2 separate regions of the Sus scrofa genome follow, and region 2 is linked to region 1. Evidence: chromatin contacts called from public HiChIP or PLAC-seq data. All regions are on one chromosome and are shown on one strand. Each heading gives the region's core, a stretch centred on a gene start, on an enhancer-like site or on the middle of the called end of the contact. The rest is flanking DNA. Distances are from core to core; before and after follow the strand shown.

What was found. HiChIP or PLAC-seq counts read pairs in DNA pulled down with a chosen protein or histone mark.
Region 2: an H3K27ac HiChIP or PLAC-seq map of alveolar macrophages shows a contact between it and region 1. The contact joins the promoter of FHL3 here to the promoter of MEAF6 in region 1. A contact is called at or near these places in 2 of 47 Hi-C or Micro-C datasets (heart right ventricle and liver) and 1 of 2 datasets of contacts at active chromatin or transcription factors (alveolar macrophages).

Annotation. Positions count from the first base shown.
Region 1 is chr6:93,585,941-93,590,964 of Sscrofa11.1, forward strand. MEAF6 (MYST/Esa1 associated factor 6) reads right to left here and starts at 3,042. Exons shown (of 7, transcript NM_001243456.1): 1 at 2,952-3,042; 2 at 1,398-1,513. The coding sequence starts at 3,041.
Region 2 is chr6:93,984,782-93,989,613 of Sscrofa11.1, forward strand. FHL3 (four and a half LIM domains 3) reads right to left here and starts at 3,084. Exons shown (of 6, transcript NM_213946.2): 1 at 2,931-3,084.

The sequences.
Region 1 (5,024 bases), core at 1,792-4,291:
TAGGTTGCAGACGCAGCTCGGATCCTGCGTTGCTATGGCTCTGGCATAGGCCGGTGGCTACAGCTCCGATTCAACCCCTAGCCTGGGAACCTCCACATGCCAAGGGAGCGGCCCAAGAAATAGCAACAACAACAACAACAAAAAGACAAAAGACAAAAAAAAAAAAAGTTCTTATTCTTAGGAGGTAATTGCTGACACAATTAGGGGCAAAGTGCCACAGTTATCTGTTTTTAACTTTTAAGTGCTTTAGCAAATAATTATAATATGTATAATTATCATATATATAATATAAATGTATAAATACATATTTCATATATGTACGGAAGAGGAGATATAACTAACTACAAAGGAGTAGCACGAGAGAGCTCTTCGTGGTGAGAGAATAGTTCTGTATCTTGACTGCAGTGGTGGTTACAGGAATCTATAGACATGATAAAATGACAGAACTACATATACACATTGTACCAGTGTCAATTTCCTGCTTTTGCTATTGTACTATATGGTTATGTAAAACCCAACCACTGGGGAAAACTGGGGGAAGGGTACATGGGACCTCTCTTACTATTTTTGCAACTTCCTATGTGTCAATTTAAAAAAAAAAAAAAAAAACTTAAGCATAGAAATAGTGGTGTGTGTTACTATATATTAAGAGGGAGAAAGAAGAGAGAGAAAGCAAATGTGGCAACAAGTTAACAATTGCTGAATGCTGGTAAGGGGTATCAAGAGATCAACTAGTCTTTCAAGTACTCTGCAGATTTGAGAAATTTCCAAAAAGTTTAGCAAGTTTAAAAAAATTTTTAGGAGTTCCCGTGTGGCTCAGTGGTTAACAAATCTGACTCCGATCCATGAGGATGCAGGTTCAATCCCTGGCCTCGCTCAGTGGGTTAAGGATCAGGCATTTCTGTGAGCTGTAGGGTAGGTCACAGGAGTGGTTCAGATCCTGTGTTGCTATGGCTGTGGTGCAGGCCAGCAGCTACAGCTCTGATTGAACCCCTAGCCTGGGAACCTCCATATGCTGCAGGTGCGGCCCTAAAAAGAAAAAAAAAAAATTTTTTTTTTAGAAAGAATATTACTAAATGAAACTGTGATACAGTTGCCACACAGGTATAGCAAATCTTGGGACTCATGACATGACAGGAGTGTATTACATGCTGTATTTCATTGAAGCATTGCACAACCCTGTGCCATTGGCGGGACTTCTCCGACTGTGTGGGGCTGGTGTAGAGTTTATCTGGGATTACCCAGGAGTGGCTGAGCCAGAGTCCAAGCTCAAATGCAGACCTCTTTCCACCCCACTTTACTACTGCCTCCCTGCAAAGCCACTACCAAGAAATTACCCAGTCCTAAGCACAAATATTACAAGGACATCATACAAATACTACAGGCTTGACACTCACTTTTGGTTGGTCAGATACCGATCCCAGCCACGAATAATATTGCCATACATCTGAGTGTCTTCCAGGTAGCTTCCTTCAAAAGCATAGATCTGTCTCTCTAAGTTTGCCAGTGTTTCCTGAGTGACGAAAAATAAGGAAGTGGTTAATACCTTTTACATGCTTGCATTAAGCCTAACCAAAATGAACTTTTTTTTTTTTTAAGGGCCACACCTGAGGCATTTGGAAGTTCCCAGGCTAGGGGTCGAATCAGAGTTACAGCCGCTGTCCTACGCCACAGCAACTCAGGATTCCAGCCGAAGTCTGCAACCTACACCACAGCTCAGGCAACACCGGATCCTTAACCCACGGAGTGAGGCCAGGGATCCAACCCGCATCCTAATGGTACTAGTCAGATTCGTTTCCGCTGAGCCGCGACAGGAACTCCCAAATTGAAGTCTATATCAGACTTATAAATTCAAGCTCAACTACACCAAACCAGCCTTGCGGAGGGAGGAATGACACGGGCAGGGGCAGGGTGTTTCACACTAAGGCAGTCTATACCTGTCTTGTATCCCTTGAGGACAGAATGGAATAGAGAGAGCCTGTCCCCAGAAAAATGTACAAAAGTTTGTATATACTCAGAGGCTTCGTGGAAACCCAGCTGTCAAGAACCCGGGCGGAGGAAAAAAAAGAGCAGTCTCCACTCCCACGCATAAAAGGTACTGCTACCAGGAGAGGGAAGGGTAAGCAGCCTTCCAGCGCCAACTGGCTCCCCTCCCCGTAGGCTCCGAAAGGCCGCCAGCACTGGGCTGCCGGTTGCTATGGAAACCTGGAAGGGCAGCTTCAGGTGAGATGGGCCTCCCGGTGCCCAAGCCAAAACGCGAGGGGAGGGAGGGCTTAGCCGCCACGGTCCAAGGGACCCGGGCTGCGTGTCACAATTCTTAATTCCCTAACCGAGTCCGCTCCCCTCGCCTGTCACCTCCTAAGATGTTCCCAAACACATCACATCCCTGCCCATCAAAAACCCCATCTAACGGATCTACTCCTAGTCCCCAAAAGGACGAGACCCTCCATCCTCCAAAGACCAGGCAGGATGTGTGAGTGTCCCTCCCACACTCGCCTCCTACCCCACCACCCCACCTAAAGCCCACCAGCAAGCCCGGACCAATCTACAGCCCACCGATCCGCCCGCCCCGCACTCCTTAAAGATCATGGACCCGCTCGCCCTCGCCTACCCCGCAGAGCTCACGGTTACTCGCTTTAGCAGGGCTGCAGCACAGAAGCCCCCACCCCCTGGCGCCATCCTTCCTCCACGCCCCCGCCCGCCTAGTCCCCCTCCCCCTCCCCGGCTCCGCGCCCCGCCCCCAGCCCAGGCTCCCGGCTCCGGATCTGCACCGCCTGGAAGCCGAGGCGCCGGCGGGCCGCGCACTGCGCAGCCGTCCTCAGGCCGCCGGACTCCCGGGCGCCGCGCTGCGCCCACCGAGTAACGAACCGCCCGGCGCGGCGGAGCCGGGGTCTGGAGGCAGGGGCAGGCACGGGGTCCCCACCCGGGCGCCCCCCGGTGCTAGCCCTCACCGCCAGCTCCTGCTTCCGCTTCACGAGCTCTGCCAGCTCCCGCCGGGTGTCCGGGATCTGCGGCGGCGCCGCCTTGTTGTGCATCGCCATGTTGGGCTGAGGCGGGCGGCAGCGGCGCCAGGCTGGGGGCGGTCCTAGCGCGCCGCCGCCCGCCAGGGGGCGCCCGCCTCTGCACTGCGCCTGCGCAGGCGACTTCCGGAGGGGAGCCCCGCCGCGCAGAACTCCCGCGCGCGCGCGCGTGCGCGCGCCCTGCCAAAAGAACCCCACTGATGGGTTCTGCTTTTGGTCCTAACCGCGTTTCTACACCGCAAATTCACCGTGTCCAAAATCAGACTTATCCGCAGTCTCCTCAGTGAATGACTTTCACTGTCCACCGAATTGCCCAGGTCGGAAACCTGGGTACCATCCTCACCCTCCTTCACCCCCTTAATCCAATCCAAAACCAATTCCTGTGGACTCGACCGCAGAAGAGCCCGCAAATTATTTTCTTTTGTCTGCCACCTCCTTCGTTCATCCAGGCCCTCCCTATTTTAGGTACATTATTCCAGGAGCTCCCGTTTCCACTCTTAGCTCCATTTAATCCATTATTCACAGTGGTGCCAGGATGATTTGTTTGGGGAAAACAAATGTGTTACTCCCCTGCTTAAAACCTTTCAAAGACTTCCCGTTGCCCTTTAGAGAGACAAACATGTGTGGTGGTTAATGACACAAACTAACTACCTAGTTCAAAATTCTACCTCTACCATTGATAAGCTGTCCCACCCTGGGCAGGTAACTCAATTTCACTTGGCTCAATTTCCTCCTCTATAAAATGGAAGTAATAATAGCTCCTACCTAATACAATTTCCATAAGGAATTAATCACTTAAGGTAAGTGCTTGGCAAGTAAGCACTACTTAAGTCAAATCATTAAGCCTGATATTGTTAACTTTGTTTTCATCTCCCCCCTGTTTATTTCTCCTCTCCATTTTTCAGGGTTCTGCAATTTCATTAGAAATCCAGGTAGGATTTTTTTTTTCCATTTTGCTTGCTTGCTTGCCTGCTTTCCTTCTTTCTTGCTTTCTTTTTGCTTTGCTTTGAAAGTCTCTGTGTTTCTTCAGTCTGTGTATTTGTACTTTCACCAGTTCTGGGAAATTCAGCTATCTTTCCTAGGATATCCTCTACCTCAGTTTCTCTCTCCTTCTAGAATTCAGATTAAATTTAAGAATCCTTTTTTTTTTCTCTCTCTACTGCATTCTGTTACATGTTGATCTTGTAACCCAGGGTCTCGCTGAACTCTCTTATTGATTCTAGGTTTTTTGGTAGATTCTGTGGGATTTTTGTTGTTGTTGTTAGGGCTGCACATGCAGCATATGGAGGTTCTCAGGCTAGGGGGTCTAATCAGAGTTGCAGCCATGGGCCTATGTCACCGCCACAGAAATGCCAGATCTGAGCAATATCTGCAACCTACACCACAGTTCATGACGCCTGAGCGTGGCCAGGGGTCAAACCTGCATCCTCATGGTTACTAGTCAGACTTGTTTCCATTGAGCCACAACAGGAACTCCTCTTTGGGATTTTTAAAGTAGACAATAAATTCATCTGCAAATAGGGAGATTTATTTTTTTCCTTTCCAACCTGTGTGTTTTTGTTTCCTTTTTTTGCCTTACTGTGCTGGCTAGACTTCCAGTACTATGTTGAATAAGAATGGTCAGAGCAGGAGTTCCCATCATCTTTCAGCAGAAAGAATCTGACTAGTATCCATGGTTCAATCCCTGGCCTTGTTCAGTGGGTTAAGGATCCAGTGTTGCTGTGAGCTGCAGTGTAGGTCGCAGATGAAGCTCAGGATCTGGCATAGCTGTGGCTGTGGCAGCTGCAGCTCCGATTCAACGACTAGCCTGGGAACTTTGATATGCCACGGATAAAATAAATAAATAAGAGGCTAAAGAATAAAAATCCTGTGATCATGTCAACTGACACAGAAAAATCATTTGACAAAATTCAACACCGATTTACGATAAAAAACTCACTAAACCAGGAATAGAGGGTAACTTCCTCAACCTGATAAGACTGAATATGTTCCTCTTAAGGCACA
Region 2 (4,832 bases), core at 1,834-4,333, 400 kb after region 1:
AAGGTATGGGTCGTGAGCTCACAGCTGCCCTTCTTCCATGACACTCAGTTCATACCCCAGGCCAAGGCATGAGGCCGCCAGGAACTGGGGTCTTCAGAGCAGGCTGGGGGCCAGCTGTAGGGTAGAGGGTACGCCTCCTCAGTTGGTTCCAGCAGTTCAGGCCGGGGTTTCCTCTGGCTCAACATCTGAGGGTGGCCTGGGCTGTCAGCCACTGGGCAGCAGGGGGCCATACAGGTGGAGTGTGTGGCCATGTCCGGGAGTGCCCTGGCCTTTCCTTCCTTCCTGGCTTGGTCCCCAGCAGCCCTGTCACCTTCCCAGGCCGAGGCTAGCCCTAGGTCCGCCCTCTGGGAGGCAGTCACCACTCTGAGTCAGGGGCCCCCCAAACAGGGTGTGGGCGTGGCTTCTGTTTCTTTCCCAGAATCCCTCCTCCCCTAGTCCGTCCAGCTGGGCTCTGGTGAGGACAGAGTGAAGGACAGTAGCAAGGCCCACCTGTCTCTGCCCCTCCCCCCCGCCCCCCTTTCCTGGCAGGGCTAGGGTTCCAAAGTCTTGTATTCCTTCTTGGCTGGTAGGGGGGTGTGGGAAGACTGTTCGGTCTACCAGATGGCTCTCAGGTGCTGCCCACCCCCCCCAACACACACATCCCCATACCTGGCCCAAACACATACATCTGACACCTCCCCATGAACCTCCTGCACCTCAGAACGGCTGGATAAATGGCTGTGGTTGGCATGGAGAAGCTTGAACTGTGAAACAGAAAGCTGGGTGATCTTGAGCAAGTCACTTAAGCTCCCTGAGCCCGTTTTCCCATCTAATACCACTTCCCACCTCCTAGTGTTGCTGTCAGGGTTAAATGTGATGATACTTGGAAAGCTCCTGGTAGCTACTGAGTCGTCTTGGTGTTTTGATTATTAGCCCCTTCCTCGTACTGGGATCAGACCACAGCTTCTCAACCAGGCCTGGGTTAGGGGGCTAGCCTGGGACTTGACCTTGACATTCTCAGTGGTGGGCTCAGGGAGAGAACAAGGAGGGAAAGCCTTAGTTCTCCGTTAAAGAGACCCAGGCGTGGTGCTCACTAAGACCAGTGGGGGCAGGTCTGACACCAGTGAGCGTAACTCTGAAATCTCCAACACAGGTACAGAAGAGTAGACACTAGCGTGCTGTTTGGCTTCTCACAAAGTGCAATGCCGCCCACCCACCACCAATCAGATCTCCCAAACGGCAGGCGGGATAGGACATCATCCCCGTTTTACAGCTGAGCACGGCGGCCAGGGACAGGGCAGAGACATGCCCAAAGTCACTCTGGTATGAGATCCTAGGTCCCCTGCCTCTCAGCCTGAAGTCCGTTTCTCTTTCCCTAGAAATGTTGCAGTGGCTGAGGGGGTGGTCAGCATTTAAGAGCAGGGGGACAGGAGATGCTAGGTGATATCACTGGGACAGGAGCCTGGCTCTTCTCCCCAGTTGCCAGCCCTGTGACTGGAAGACACCCAGAAGCCTTTCCAAGTACCCATGCCAACCGCTCAACCCCCTTTGCCCTTCCCCCCCACAATGTCTAGGAGGACCCTGGCCAGGTCCCACAGCTGTGACTCAGAATCAGCACAGACCCTCCCCCAGCTTACAGGAGCTCACAAGAGACTTGAGGGGAGAAACCAAACTCTTCCCTCCCCCCCCAACTAGGCATCAACCCCAAACTCTCCGGGCTCTCTCCCCTCCCCCCATGAGGGCTGGGAGTCAGAGCGGTTTGGGGGAAGGCGGGGTGGGAAGCAGGATCCAGCAGCTGCTCTGGGGACAGAAAGGAACAGTTCATTCACCCCGGGTCCCCCTGGACTGAAGCAGTGCGCCCAAGATTTGAGTTTAAAAATAAGTTGGAGCTGATTGGGGGACTGCATGGGGCTCCTTCTTGCTGTGTCTTACTGTCTCAGATCCTCATGGGGGATTGACTGGTCTAGAGTTTCTGTCTCCCCACATCCTCACTTCCCAGTCTTTTGGGCCTGAGTCCCGTGGGTCTGTCTTGGAAGCTGTCACTGTGCCTCCATGACATCTGTCTCTTGATGTCTAGCTCTGCTCCACTCAGCACGTCTGTGTCTGCACACTTTGGCAGCTGTCTTTATGTTTCCATGTCTCTGTATCTCTACTGGCCATCTCCCAACGACAGCCTCGGTGGATTTCTCCCTCCGTCCACCCAAGCCTTGGCATCTCAATGTCTCTAAAAGGTGGAATGTCTTGGTCCTCCCCCACCGTCCTTCTCTATCTCTTAGCATCTCTATGCCTGAGTGTCTCCGACTCTAGACTCTGGATCTTTCTAGGCCTCTCCAAGGCTGCTTTACCACGAGGCTAATGAAGCTTAAGCTTTGGAGCCCCTCACTTGCCCAGAACCTTCCAAGGCTCTGGGAAAGGCCGACAACACCTCTGGGGTCATTACATGCTTTTCCTTAAAATGCTCCGCTCCACAAAACCTCGGAGGGGTCCCTACGCCTCGGGTCTGCCTCCCGGTGACTCTACGCCCAAGTCTCTGTCCCTGTTTCGGGAATCTCTGCAGCCTCCTCTCCAAGCTTGTCACTCCTTATGCTGTCTCGGTTTCTGGCTCCACCAGGCTTTTTGGAAGCCGGTTTCTCGAACCCTCCCGGTAGCTCTCGACGCTGGTTTTCCATTTCAAACTTGGCCCCCTTCCCCCGCCCAACTCGCGTAGCAGCGCCCGCCCCGCCAGGAGGCCCGGGGCGGTGCGGTCCCCGTGGCGCCCCTCAGGGCTCGGCGCCCCCGCGCCACCGGCTCCCAGAGCGTCCCTGGCGCCCGCGGCCGGACCCCGGCGGAGGCAAAGGGCAAGAGGCGGGGGCCATGGCTGCTCTGAACCCCCGGTGGGTCGCCTCTACCTTCCCGCCCGAGGGCGAGGGCCGGGAGCCGGGATGGGGAGCGGGGCTCGGCGCGGAGCTCACCTCGAAGCGGGCGGCGGGAGCGAGGCGCGGCGCTCGAGCAGGGAGGGCCGGGCAGCCGGGGCCGCGTCCCTCGGCGGCTCCTACCTGCGGGCCAGGCCGAGCGGGGCCGAGCGAGCTACCGGCTAGGCTGCCGGCTGCACACGGACTGTGTGGGCGAGTGGGAGCGCGGCCCCAACCCCTCCTCGAGGAAGTGAGCGCTGGGGCCCGCCCCGCCCGGACCCCGCCCCCGGCCGCCCCTGCCCGCGGGGTGCGGACCCCGCCCCCGGCCCCAGGTCCCCGTGGCTAGGGGCTGGGGAGGGGGGCAGACCCCGCCCCCACCTCCCTTTTAGATCGGAGCCAGCCCCAGCCCCCTCGGCCTTCCAGGCCTAACCTGGCTCTCGCAACCTTCCCGAGCGGCCAGGACCCCGCCCCTGTCCCCTCCCTGCAGCTTTTGCTGTCCTCCCTCCTTGCTCGCCCCCTCTCCCGGCCCCCCCCCACCCCCAGCGGTTAGCTGTGTTCAATCTCGGGCAAAGGATACAGGAGGCAGCCGACCAAGGTCCATTTGGGGACCTCATGCCCTCTTCGTGTCCTCGCCCCCTCCCAGTTTACCCCCAGGGATCACACTGCCCGAAGGTGTACTAGAGGACTCATTCCAGCCTGGGGGTGGGGCTGGGGGCTTGGCCCTGCTGTCACAGCTCTGTAAGTGGGAACCTAGGTGTTCCGCGGAAACCAGGAGTGAAGCAAGGACCCCCTCCAGAGGGCCTTGACCTTCAAAGGGCTTTATTCTCCCACCCTGAGCGTGAAAACGAGTAACCACCTCCTCACCTCCTGCTGCATGGTGGAACAGAGAAATCCTCCCTTGGTTTTCACTGTGTCCAGGAATAGTTTTGACCTTTGAGGCCCAGGGGATACCCTAATCCTTCCCCCCCCCCCCCGTGGTTTTTGAGCTTCTCAGGAAGGAGTGTGAGGAGTGTGCATGGACAGGGCGCTGCAGGGGTGGTGGAGAGAAGTTCTTCTCCCCGACCTCTGCAGTTTCTAACCTTCTGGCTTCCTCCCTGGGTCCTGCCCTGCGGGGAGGGAGGACTGGCGCCTGCCAGGGACACAAGGCCCCTCCAGGTCCTTGAGGCCAACCCCCCTGGGATCCTCAGGCTTGTCACTAGGAATAAATAGCCATGGTCTGGAAGGGTTGGGGAGGGAGGAGGAGGCTCTGCTGGGCTGTTTGCAAAACAAGAGACAACAAACCAACCCTGGAAATAACCTCAGGGTCTAGAGTAGAGGTTCAGGTGCCCAGAGAGGCTCTCCCATCCCCCAGGCTGGGTCCAAACAAGCTCCCTGGGCAGAGACTCATTCCTTCCCAGGCTGGGGCTCCTGAGTACCCTCCTCTCCAACCTCTGAATCCCATGCCTGCCTGAGGGCCCCAAGACACCCTGGAGGCCAGGTTTCCTTTCAAAATTAACTAACTGCTTGTTAATTATCATTGTTCCTCATGCCTAAACTGTAAGGGCCATGAGGGCAGGGACCAGGTCCTTCTGATTCTGGCACTTAATAAATATCTGATGAATGAATGAGTGACAAACACTGCTTCCATGTCATTGGACCCTTAGGTGCCCGGATTGGACTGCAGGCATATGCTTCTGGAGTCCGGGGAGGAAGCAGCCAGTGCCTGTGTTGACCCTTGCTCTGGAACTTATCTTGCAGGTGTAGGAGACTCCCAGCCCTGGGGAGTGCAGGGAAGACTGCCTGGTTGGATGAGGGCAAGAAAGGGTTTACTGGGAGTTCCCAGTTGTGGCACAGTGGAAACAAATCCGACTAGTATCCATGAGGATGTGGGTTTGATTCCTGGCCTCCCTCAGTGAGTCGGGGATCCCTTGTTGCAGTGGCTGTGGTGGCTGTGTAGGCTGGCAGCTGTAGCTTTGATTTGAC